Linked DNA regions of Triticum aestivum: region 1 is linked to region 2. The links are chromatin contacts, called in public Hi-C maps. All regions are on one chromosome and are shown on one strand. Each heading gives the region's core, a stretch centred on a gene start, on an enhancer-like site or on the middle of the called end of the contact. The rest is flanking DNA. Distances are from core to core; before and after follow the strand shown.

Region 1 (6,193 bases), core at 628-3,127, 330 kb before region 2:
AAACTACAGACTAGACATTGTGTCAGAAACTCCAAGTTTGAAGGAGACCCGATACAACTATATTATCGGACACAACTACAAATTTCCCATCTCCACTCCTTGAAGTTGTTAGTTAGATGCAAACACAATACTACCGTGCAAAAGATTTATTATCAAAATAACTAAAATTGCTGGCAGCCCTAATGGCCAGCAACCACTTCTGCACGTGGCTGCAATGGCCCCGGGTGGGGATCAAACCAACCTACACCCACATATTTCAACAAGTTCCAGCTAATATTTCCTGTTCTAATAAAATTTCTGAATGAGATCCGACAGTTGCGGGCCACCGGTCCCGAACATAATAGAGCTTTATGAAAAGACAATCGCAAAGCAAATCTGGAGGAATCGCACATGATAACAACAGATTGCGTCGTTTTCGAGTGGTATTTGGGAGTATGTAGTACTAGATGAATGAACAGTGTATGTACGGAATTGCGAATATTGTGAATCCGGGCAAGTTTGCAAAAGCTCAAGGACTGCTTGCCGACATGGATGGCGCAAATGTAGCCACTCCGAACAGAAAATTAAATACTACTTCATCTGCAGCAGTCTCGGACCATACTGGTGAGTCAAACATAGGTATGACTACTATCAAATTCGAGACGTCAGAACAATACTACTCCCAAGACGAGCACGTCGGCAGCTCAAAGCACTGCCACGGTTCGACGCGTGGCTACTCCGCTCCACCAATCCAGAATATTATAATGCGCACCTACATCTACAGGGTTCTAAGAAATCGTCAGTGTTCGGAAGAAAAATGCAAAAGCGAGAGCGTATCCCAGAGAAAGGGAACGGAAGCCCAAATCTAACGCAACTTCACGGTCTGCGTCAAAGGCAATAGAACAATTCGAAAGCATTGAGGGCACAGCGCAAAGCCGGTGGAAGCGCGAATCAATTCGCGAAACAGGAAAGAGAAGCCACCCTGAATCAAACCCAAACAAATGGCTCGGTGGGTGGGCTCCGCGCACGCGAAATCGAATCGAAGAACAAAGGCGGCCGACTGACGCATCCGCTCGGTGGAAGCAAAAGCGGAGCGGGAGGCGATGTCTCGGTAAAAATAATTGGACATAAAACTGTGAAGGCAAGCACGGATGCGGAAGGGGGAAAATAGCATGGGAACGGAAGCGTCGGAAGGAGAAAACCCCACTCTCGTCTCCCAACAAGCATCAAAAGCAGGGGAATCGACCTAACCATGTACAGATGCAGGCCCGGGCCAAGAATGCCGAGGCAAAACCGCGGGATTCTGAACCCTAAACTCGGAGACCGGAAAGTAGCTCGTCTCTAAACTAACAGGAGCTAGCGATATATTTGGAATTCAAAACCCTACGCGCGGCATGGAATCCTAGAGAAACTAAGCAAATCTGGAGGAAACGAGCAGTAAAAACCCTCAGGCCACACATTAGAAACGAGCGAGCAGTTCAGAATAAACACCCAAAATTCAGCGCTGCGAGCTCACAGCAGCCGAAACATGTCAGGGGAAAAATAGCTAGCGAAGGAGGAGCGGCGGCGGCGGCTCACCCTCCATTTTTTGAGGCGCTCGACGGGTGCGCCCTTGCCGGGGATGTCGAATGGGTCGCTGCCGCTGCCGCCGCCGCCGCCGCCCACGCTGCCCCAGCTGCCGCTCCGCCGCGCCTTGCTGGCGCCGCCGCCCGACGAGGACGACTCCATCCGCTCCTCCTCACCCGCAGGCCGCGGCACAGCACGCGGCTTCCTTGCGGAGAAGGGAGATATTTCCCGGCGAGCAGTGGATTGGGAGAGAGGGCTTTTGTGAAGGGAGGGCGTCGCTGCCGAGTTCTCCGCTGCCGTTAACCAGCACTACCGTCCAGAGTAGAGTCACGCCGCGGGCGTGCCACCGATTTATATGGGCGGGGTGGGGCAAAAGCCTCGCTGTCCGCTGTCTACTGCCTCTACTGCTCGAATTTTAACACAGGGGCTCGTCGCCACGTACGGGTTTTTCTGGAGGGGTTGGGACGCGTATTCTATCCGGTGGCCCCGATGCGTTTTCAGAAGGAAGGCAACCGGCCTCTCCTTCCTCGATATTATATAGGGTCTGTCTATGTCATATCTCACATCTAACTTTTTCACCCTTAATTTTTTTTTAAAGTCTCTCATGGATTTGTTTTCTTCCTAGGATGAGGGCGTTAGATGTGAGATAATATCTCACATCTTGATGTGAAATAGCAAATCTGATATATATATACTTTTCATATTAAAAATGAGATGGTTTGAAGGAAACAGAAAGATTGTCAGAAGTTCCCATAAACAACAACACGTACCATTGATTTACTGGCTTTTTATAGTATATGTAGTGGAGTTTTTTTAAGATCATTACAGACGCAAACGTCCATACATACGCGCGTACATTCACTCCTATGAACGCATATACGCACACCAAATTCTGATGGACTGGAAATACCACTGTCCCTTTAACCATCCAGTCACAGGTTGGTTCGTTTATAGTATGGTGGATCACAGCCCTATATCTTCCTCAACATGTGTATATATACTTGTATATTAGTAGTATCCAGATACTATGGAAAAAACAAAAAGGTCACAATAACTTCACATAGGAAACAGAGTACACCCTGACCTTTTCTTTTTAGAAAACTTCCGGTCTAATCTCTTTGTTCCTAAATATTTATCTTTCTAGACATTCCAAATAGACTACAACATACAGATGTATATAGACATATTTTAAAGTGTAGGTTCACTCATTTTGCTTCGTATGTAGTTACTTGTTGAAATCTTTAGAAAGACAAATATTTTGGGAATGGAGTGATATTCATCTTCAATCATAATAGTACAACGAACACCAGAAATAATAAAAATTACATCCAAATTCATAGACCACATAGAGAAGACTGCAAGGACTGAAGTGAGGCGAAGGCGTGTCGCCGTCATCGCCCATTCCATCGCAGGAGTCGGGCAAAAGAATTTGACGGTCGGGAAGCCGTCGTGCTAAGACCCCATAGGGCCAGCGCACCAAAACAGCAAATGTCGCCGATGAATAATAACGTAGATCGAAATGTTCCAACCCAAAGACACACAAACGTAGACGAACAACGACGGGATCCGGGCAAATCCACCAAGGAGAGCGCCGGAGACACACCTTCACACGCCCACCAACGATGTTAGGCGCACAGCCGAAACGGGGGCTAGGCGAGGAGACTTTTATTCCATTTTCAGGGAGCCGCCGCCGTCTGATCTTCCTGAGCAGGACACAAACCCTAACAAAACAAAAAGGAACGACAAAAATCGGAGCCCTCCCGCCGGCCCTAGCCAGGATCCACCATGGCCCTAGGTCCACCGAAGACGGCGGACCAGCAACGGCGCCGGCGAGAGGCAGGAACCCTAGCTTTTTTTGGTGGAGGAGGCGGCGGCTCGTGGTTCCAAAAGATGTGTACCGTGACTTAATTGTAGAACTCCCCCGATCCATATTAACTGTTGTTACAACTTTTGGTGTTTTTTTTACCTAGAACAACTCGTTCCAATACTAAACTGGCACAGCGATGCCGCTGGCAACCACAATTGGAATTGGTGCTGTTTTTATTACAACGTTGTACTCGGAGAGAGTAGTTGATCGTAATCGTCATATCATCACAATTGTATCCAAACATAAATGGTTGTTGGATCCAAAGAGGTTAGGTGCATTTGGATCGCCACAATTGTAACCAAACACAGTACATCTACTGATTTTGTTAAAAGTAGCACAGTAATATATATTGTATGCGTGTGAGAGACTAAACATAATAAATGTCATGTTACGCACGGATGCGCAGAGCGTCCAGTTATATTAGTTAAAAAGCAACTCGATGCCAAATAAATAAGCTTAAAACCATATGAAAAAACTTGAAGGGCACCCGCATTGCATCGACTTCATGGCAGCATCTCCATTACCTATCCCAAAATGCTACCACCATGGACCATAACCCATCAACCGGGCGACAAGTGATTTGGCAAAGGGTGTGATACTCCAATGCAATGTCTTACATAAAGAATCGTCATTCACAAACCAATGTTGTTTGGTCCAACCACAAGATCGAACACAGCAATGGTTGTCACCACCGAACCAAGACTTCAAGCCAACTTCTTCGACAAGGAACAACGTGTCGACATCAATGTTGCATGGTGTAGGCTAGATCATGGGTTTCACCCCACGAGAATATAGTCTTGATTCAATTGCGAATATCGCCATCCATCTCGCTATTGACCTGCTAGCTAGCTGGCTCCTGGTGTAGATTTGTTTCGGGTGAGAAATTGCCGAACGAGATATATCAATCATGTCCCTTCCGGTCGGTATTGTACCATTGTCCCGCCGATTCTTGCCAAGCAGGCCACACAAAACGTCATGGTAGTCTCAAATGCCACATGCGCCGTCCAGATACCATATCATGGTACGCTTGGGCCTGGATTAGACCAACCGCTATAAACATTGCTTGTCGTGCTGCAATGTTGCGTCTCCGTGATCTATCGTGACTGCACCATTACACTGACACGACGTTGCTGCCATGAGAGAGATGTGCGGCTTAAACGAGGAGCATTGATGTAGAGTGTGTTTTGCCTAAGGGGAGATAATGTGGATTGGTGATGGTGACGAGGGTTTAGGGCTCCACCCATGTCGCCCCTTTGGGCGAATATGGCTTATTTTCTCAGATTTTCCGATATCAAGATCTCTGATGGGTAGAATTTCTTCAGTGATGCCAGGGCGTATTTAACTTATTTTGTCAGTGAGGGGCATGTTTTACTTAAAACCTAATTTCAGTTGGTTCATGTGAAATTTATACAGTAGTTATCATATTTCTATTCTTTTTTTTGAGGTATTATATTTATATTCGAGTATACACATTTTGTCATGCGAGCCTGGTTTGTTAGATTCTAATTAGTGTGCCCCTGCGGGTGTAAATCAATTCAAAATAACCGAAAATCCAATTTCTATGTAAGACATGTACACAGATTATACATACTCCACTAGTCCCTCCGTCCAAAATAATGGAATCTCTAGAATTGTCCTAAGTCAATCTTCATTAATTTTGATCAAGTCTATGTAAAAACATATCAACATCTTATACAGGGAAAAAAATGTCTACAAAACAAATATACCTTATTAGATTCATTGTGAAATATGTATTTTCATACTACCCCCCGTCCCCAAATAGGTGCCATATAAATTTAGTCAACAAGCCAATGTTTTCTAAGTTTGACCATGTATATATCAAAAAATGAAGATAAACAATATCAAATCAGTATAATTATATCAACCATTAGATATATTTTTGTAATCTATCTATTCAATATTGTACTTTCTCCGTAAAGAAATATAAGAGTGTTTAGATCACTAAAGTAGTGATCTAAACACTTTTACGTTTTTTTTACAGAGGGAGTAGCTGTTTATTTTTTCTATATATTTGGTCAAACTTAGAGGGAATTAACTTTTTGACTGAATTTATGCGCCGTCTATTAGGAGGGAGAAGGAGTATTATATATGCTTGACATCGTACATCTCTGCGTATTTTTCTGTAGACTTAGTCAGGCTTACAGAAAGCTTTTCACCCGCAAAAGAAAAACTTACAAGAAGCTTTGACTTAGGAAAATCGTACTCCCTCCGTTCCTAAATATTTGTCTTTTTAGAGATTTCAACAAGTGACTACATACGGAGCAACATGAGTGGATCTACACATTAAAATATGTCTATATACATCCGTATCTGTAGTCCATTTAAAATCTCTAGAAAGACAAATATTTAGGAACGGAGGGAGTAGAACACTAATTATTTTGAAACAGAGGGAGTAGTTTATTTCAGATCATAACCACCTCAGAATTTCAACTAACCGCCATCAGATTACACCGCTGCCTAATGTTTTCTCTAAAAATGTGCGTGTGAATTATCATTGCGCCAAAACAATTTGCTGTGGGAGATTTTTCTGCCGTCTTCTTTTGAATCCAGTGCTGCCCTAGACGGCAGCTTCCCTCTCAACAACGGCAGCTTTGGAGTGCTAGTACGGATTGCTAGATGTGCCCGTATGAACTTGCGTAAAGTTAAACGGGCGAGTACGGGAGCATATATTCCCCGGCCCGATATCTGGTCTGCGTTTTCTTTTCTTTTTGGGTGACAAACGATATCTTGTCTGCGTTGGTTGGGCGATGGACGCGTGAA
Region 2 (6,381 bases), core at 2,152-4,651:
TCCCCCATATCATGTGCCGGCTTGCCACAAGTATCACATAGTTCAACCACGCAATCGGCAATAAAATGACCCTTCTCTCCACAACGATAGCACAACATCTTCTCTTTCTTGCGCGCCTACTTGGATGCCCTATCCGAATCAGCTCTGTCTGCCGCCTCCACTGAAGCAGACGTTGTAGTCTCAGTCCCAGGTATCTCAGCGTTGGCGAGCGCCGTCACCACATCCATAGCCTGATCGGATAGAACGGGCGACTCGGCAGCCCCGGCGGCAGCCGTCTGCTCGACGACTACAGGTGGAGGAGGCTGCCGTTGACGGAAATGACCACCTCGACCGTGTCAACCACCACGATGACCGCGGTATCCGCCCCACTGCCGATATTCTGGGCCAGACGCCCCCTCAACAAAACCACCCGGAGGACCGAGAAAAGGTCTCTCGGCAGTACCATCACTCTGCCAAGCATATCCGCGGCCACCACCCATCGACGACGAACCACGGTGTTGGCCATCACCATAAGCATTGTACCCATCATCACCCCATTGTCCCCGGGGCGGTCCGCTAGTGCCACTATTAGCTGGGTCACAGGGCACACCCGTCCCTCCATTAGCAGCCCGAGGTGGCAGTGCATAAGTCTGAACCGGCCCAGGCCGCTTCTTCGTCGTCCTCGCGACGTGGTGCAGCGACGGTGCAGCCCGAGGCTGTTGGCCAGGCGCCGGGCCAGGCACGAAGGCATCCTTAGGCTGCGGCGGCCATGTCCCTTGCGCAGCACCGCCCCGTCCCGCAGCCGCACCCGGTCCCTGCGGCGGTGGACGAGGCCCAAGAGCTGACCCGCGGTGGTCACCGCCGGAACTTGCACCGGCGGCCTCTGCCCACCACGTCCCGCGGCAACGAGCGCAGCACCGGCCACCACCGGATGACCAGACGATGCTCCGGCACCACGTCCGACTCCAGCCGTCGGAGACCTCATACCCGGCATGCCTCCACCGCGACCAGCATCGGCCGGTGCAGTCCCAGCAGCACCCATGTTTTCCTGTCCAGTCTACGCGCCATCACCACGGCCAACCGGCACGGTCCCGGCCGGGTGCTTCGGTCCAGCTGGACCCCCTCCACGCCCCACCATGGCAGCGAGGGGCGGGATACGGGCAGCCCGGCCAACCCCACACCTACGTATCCTGGGAACCGCGCGAGCACGACGAACCTTAGGCGGTGGCGGACGTGTAGATCGAACAGGAGAAAAACGATCTGGCGAAACGCATGAGGCTACGTGCTTCGTAGCGACGAGCAGCGTTGCCTGGGCCTCATGCCCAGGAACGACCAGCTCGCCTCGCCTCGCCTCGCAGCTGGCATACTGGGCCACATACCCAGACATGTCAGCGCAGGCCCGCTCAGCTGCCGGCCCAGGAGAGCCCAGTAACTCATTCAAACGCAGCTCCCTGGCCGCTCGGATCTGAGCCGCCGTGCAGGTCGCCGGCGCCGGCTGCGCCGTCACCGGCCGGCCTTTCCTTTTCTTCTTTCTAGTCACACGCGCCCAAGAATCCAGCAGGAAGAAATCCGACAACGTGATAGGCTGGATGCATACCTTGGGTACTGGCCCTTTCCATGGCCGGAGTGCGGCGGCCGCCGTCCTCCGGTGAACCAAACGTCGAACTATCTCCACCTTATCCTCGGGATTCATTCCCTCCCGCGCCGGATCGTTGCATGGCACGACATCGTCCACAATCATGACCACTTCCTCCTCCGAATAGCCGGGATTGAAAGCTTCACAGATCGTGTCGGATGGCGTTGGCGAATACGACTCCGGCGAAACTCCGGCGCAGATCCCGTCGTCGTCATCCTCATCGTCGGACTCTGCAAGCGCCCAAAACCGACCGCCGACGTGCCCACGCCCAGGGCCGGCGGGAGCCGCCGTCTTCGCGGCGGTCGCCACCGGTATCGCCCGCGTTGCCCGCGTCGTCATTGCAAGAAAAAACTTGCTCCATTTTAAAACCGAAGTGCATATTTTTCCATATCTCATTCCAACTCTTATAGTAAATCACTTCACGAAAAAGAACTCTTTTATTACAGTGACCTATCATTAAATAGTTTTGGAATCTTTGTAGCTACACGATGATAAGTCACCACATGACTTATGTGTTTCCTTGGGAAGGTTAACGCCATTATAAGAAAATGAAGTTGAACTATTAACCATGTTGTAATCCTGACTGGGATACAAGAACTGGGGTAAAAACTATACCTTACAAGCCGAAAAGTTTAATTGCAGTGATCCACCATGCAAACATAACTAACTAGTGGAGCATTTGTTTTTTCCCTCAGAAAATTGAAGTTGTGCAAGATTGATCGACAAAATAGTCTTATTGTTTTAAGTCAATACGTGTAGCGGTGTAAATACTAGGCAATGGGTGGAGTTTCGTATTTCCTTTACCAGTAGAGTACAGTTCGTCAGTGTAAATTGCTAAGTGCAAAGATAGATCGAATTTGGTTAAGTCCACATGTTAGATTGAGTTCAATGTGCCTAATCATGCGTATGTTCAGTGTGGTGCGTTTAGAGAAAACAATGTTTGCTCTTTTATAAGTATAGAGATAAAGGGTTCAACCACTAGATATGTGGATTCAGGGCTGGTTCTTAGGGGCACGTGCATGAAGATTTTCCGGCTGTCTATCAACAAGGTCAAGCCAGCTTCGGTAGGGTAGCGGCGACAACGACGCGTCGACGGCTCATTCCGGTGACTGTAATGGTTGCTCAATGATCCGGAGATCTCAATGTAATTTTAATTATGTTGAGATACTTTGTACTTCTGATAAACTTTTATAATACTCTAGTGAATTATGGAAACCTTTCAAAGCAACTCGCTTTAATGGTTACTATTCTACAAAATTCATCGTAGAACATCCCCGTGTGCATTCAAATGAACTTTAGTTTGTGCATGCAAAAAACATCAATTGGTTTACTCTTCTTTTCTGAGAAAATTTGATTCTCCTTTGTACATATTGCATTTAATTTTTCGAGGGGTTCCATTCAAATGGTTCAAATCCAAGTACTCCTTATGTTCCTAACTTAATTTGTTTTGATAGTTCAAATTAAACTAACAAAACGACTTATATTCAGGATCACAGGGAGTATATTATATTGCGAAAACATTGGTTACACCGACCCCAGAAGTTGTCGAAATCTGCCTTCATGGGCTAACAAAAGTTACTCCCTCTGTAAGTACTATCTAAACGCTTTTATATTTCTCTACGGAGGGACTACAGGTCTAGTTTTCTTTTGGGTTCCTCCACATTCGCTCAAGTACCAGAAAACCCATTCGCTCGCTATTTATCAAAGTGGAAAAAGAACAAAATACGGAGTATTTGGTAACAACCGCAAACGAAGCAGGGGCCCAAAGCCCACGAAAGCCCGTATGCCATTACCGGTGCCCTGCACACTCCATCCAGCCACTCGCAACCGTCGGATCCGCCCCACGAACCCTAGCAAGCGAGATCCCCCCTACTTAATCCGCGCACTCAACCCCGTCACCGCCGCCGCCTCTCCCCATACCCTCGCCGTCTCCTCTCCCACGAAGCGCAGCTCGTCGAGGTAAGCACCGGTCCCCCGAACCCGCCGCTGTCCCCTCCCCGCTTCGATCTAAGCCTGAAGGATCTGTGGTTGATTGCGTCCGCGCAGATGGCCTCCGAGGCGGCGAAGGTGCCGGTGCCGGAGTCGGTGAACTTCAAGAGGAAGAGGGGAGAGGTCTGGGCCGCCGCGAAGAAGCAGAAGGTCGCCGACGAGAAGAAGAAGGACGCGGAGAACACCAAGGTCATCTACGCCCGCGCCAAGGAGTACGCCGGGGAGTATGAGGCTCAGGTCAGATCGCTGCTCATGTCTCGCTCGATCCAATGCCCTTTGCTCGTTTGTGGATGTTGATTAGATTCTTGCTCTGCAAACTTGCTACCTGCGGTCCTACCACTGATTACGTTTTGTATCAACTATATGGTTTACCTTTCTTCAGTCGATAGGGGAAGACTGATCGGAGTTTAGCAGTACCATACGCAAGATATGTTCAAACCTGTCCATTTTCTTGATGCTTTTGTGCTGTGCGTCACTGCTAGACAACCTATGTCCATGTAGAATCTTGCTAGTTGTTTAATTCCAGATTTTTGTTATGCTCTAGTCCAACATACGTACCACTACCACATAGCTGTAATCCAGCTTTAGTGATCATTGAGATGTTGGTGTTTCTCCCTGATGGTATCATTACTGAGTGTGCTCTCAGTAACGAGAACTTTGTTAATTGAGCAGGACAAGGAGCTGGTGCAACTTAAGCGTGAGGCCCGGATGAAGGGTGGGTTCTATGTCAGTCCTGAGGCAAAGCTGCTGTTTGTCGTCCGTATCCGTGGGTAAGGCACCACTTGCCATTTGATCATTGCTATCTGCATTGATTTGGGTTTGTGTTCCCATGGTTTGATGCTAATTTTCTGAAACGTTGCACTACAGTATCAATGCTATGCACCCAAAGACCAAGAAGATCTTGCAGCTTTTGCGTTTGAGGCAGGTGGGTTGATCAATTATTTGGTCCTTTGAATGCACATGTTGCTTGATACATCTACTTCTGAAAATGATTACTGATGCTCACTGCTAAACTTCATTTGTACAGATTTTTAATGGTGTGTTCCTTAAGGTCAACAAGGCCACCATTAACATGCTGCGTCGGGTTGAGCCATATGTTGCTTACGGGTATGTTATCTGTCTACCTTTTGAGTCTTAATTGAATGCATTCCTGTTGTCTTCCTTGTCTCCTAATGTAAAATAAATTGTACCTGGTCTTTTGGTTGGATGAATTTACCACCGTGTTATCTACTGTCTACTAAGCCATTTTACTGCTTCAGGCCAACTTGTTTAGCCACTTGCCAAGTCTTTTGAAAACTTTAGTCTGAAACCTGCACCATCCTTGCTTTATTCACTCCCAAGCAATTATGTTAGTTTAGCTGGTTTTCTTAAATGTTGGTACAAACTATAGGCAATCATTTTTCTCATATGTAGTGCCAACAACCAAGATTTCAAGTGATCCAAGTCAGATCAACTACAGACTTGATATGATATTGCATTGTTGCTGACTAGTATAATTCATGATCTGTGTAGGTACCCTAACCTCAAGAGTGTCAGGGAGCTGATCTACAAGAGAGGTTACGGAAAGCTCAACAAGCAAAGGATCCCTCTGACCAACAACAAAGTCATCGAGGAGGTTTGTTTCTTCAACCATAGACCTGTGCGCGTCTATGGTGCATATCCATGCTAAGTTGAATCATTGCCTCTTACCAGGGTTTGGGGAAGCACAACATCATCTGCATTGAGGACCTTGTGCATGAGATCTTGACCGTCGGCCCACACTTCAAGGAGGCTAACAACTTCCTGTGGCCATTCAAGCTCAAGGCTCCGCTCGGTGGCCTGAAGAAGAAGAGGAACCACTACGTCGAGGGTGGTGATGCTGGCAACCGCGAGAACTACATCAACCAGCTCGTTAGAAGGATGAACTAGGTTGAATGAGCATGATAATAGCCTGTGTTGGAAGGATAAACTTGTTTCACATTAGGAAGCGGATGATGAATATGCATGCGTTTTTTGTATCGAGAACTAGACATGTTTGGATGAAATCCCACATTTCCTCTAGAAATACTAAGTTTTTTAGCTTGTTTTTACTGTGGATCCCAAAAATGCTTTTGGTTTCCGTCCTCTACTATTTTATTTGGTCTTATATTGGCCAAGTTCCTTGCCATATTTGGGCTATAGGCACGCAAATCTTGTACTACCTCCTTCCCAAGATATAAGGTGTGCTTTGACTTTTCTTGTTTTAATCGCACAACGGTTTTCATTTTTGTATTTCCACTAAACTAGTATAAATATACATGAAACAAAGCGGAAGTGCTGTTCTGCAAGGATGTTATCAGTTATACATGTTCAATCCGTGCACTTTTTATACTCTCTCCTTTCCTTATAAGGTGTATAGATTTTTGAAAAAAAAATTCCAAAATATAAAGTGTATTGCGTTGCAACGCTCGTTGGATATTTGTTTTAGGGATTTGATTACATTTTCTTATATCAGGCAAGCTCCTCTATTTACTCATGTCAATTAGTCAGGTGTAATCTCGTTCAAAACTTGTGAAAATTTTCTTTCATGTGCCTTTTTTAATTTCCGTGTTAAAAACTATACATCCTATGTTTAAGAATGGAGGGAGTATGTATTAACGGTCAAAGTTGTGCATAAGAGACAGTGCAAAGTATATTTTGGGAAGGAGGGAGTATCACTTTCAACTTGGATCCAATCTTTGGCGCTAATTTCCTCTCTATCCTAGAGGCAATCCTTCTCCTAATTTGCTAGTCAGTTGTACTAATGTTAGCCTGTATAC

What was found. Hi-C and Micro-C count contacts between places; a contact is called where the count stands out from the background.
Region 1: a contact with region 2 is called in a Hi-C map of leaf, with 8 times the contacts expected there. The contact joins the promoter of LOC123046527 here to the promoter of LOC123046525 in region 2. A contact is called at or near these places in 3 of 5 Hi-C or Micro-C datasets (all in leaf).

What each region holds. Positions count from the first base shown.
Region 1 is chr2B:655,918,400-655,924,592 of IWGSC CS RefSeq v2.1, reverse strand. LOC123046527 (calcium-transporting ATPase 5, plasma membrane-type) reads right to left here and starts at 1,877. Exons shown (of 34, transcript XM_044469926.1): 1 at 1,558-1,877. The coding sequence starts at 1,707.
Region 2 is chr2B:655,589,859-655,596,239 of IWGSC CS RefSeq v2.1, reverse strand. It overlaps LOC123046525 (60S ribosomal protein L7-2), which reads left to right and starts at 3,401. Exons shown (of 7, transcript XM_044469924.1): 1 at 3,401-3,574; 2 at 3,662-3,841; 3 at 4,277-4,374; 4 at 4,472-4,529; 5 at 4,632-4,711; 6 at 5,117-5,219; 7 at 5,297-5,829. The coding sequence starts at 3,662. The coding sequence ends at 5,512.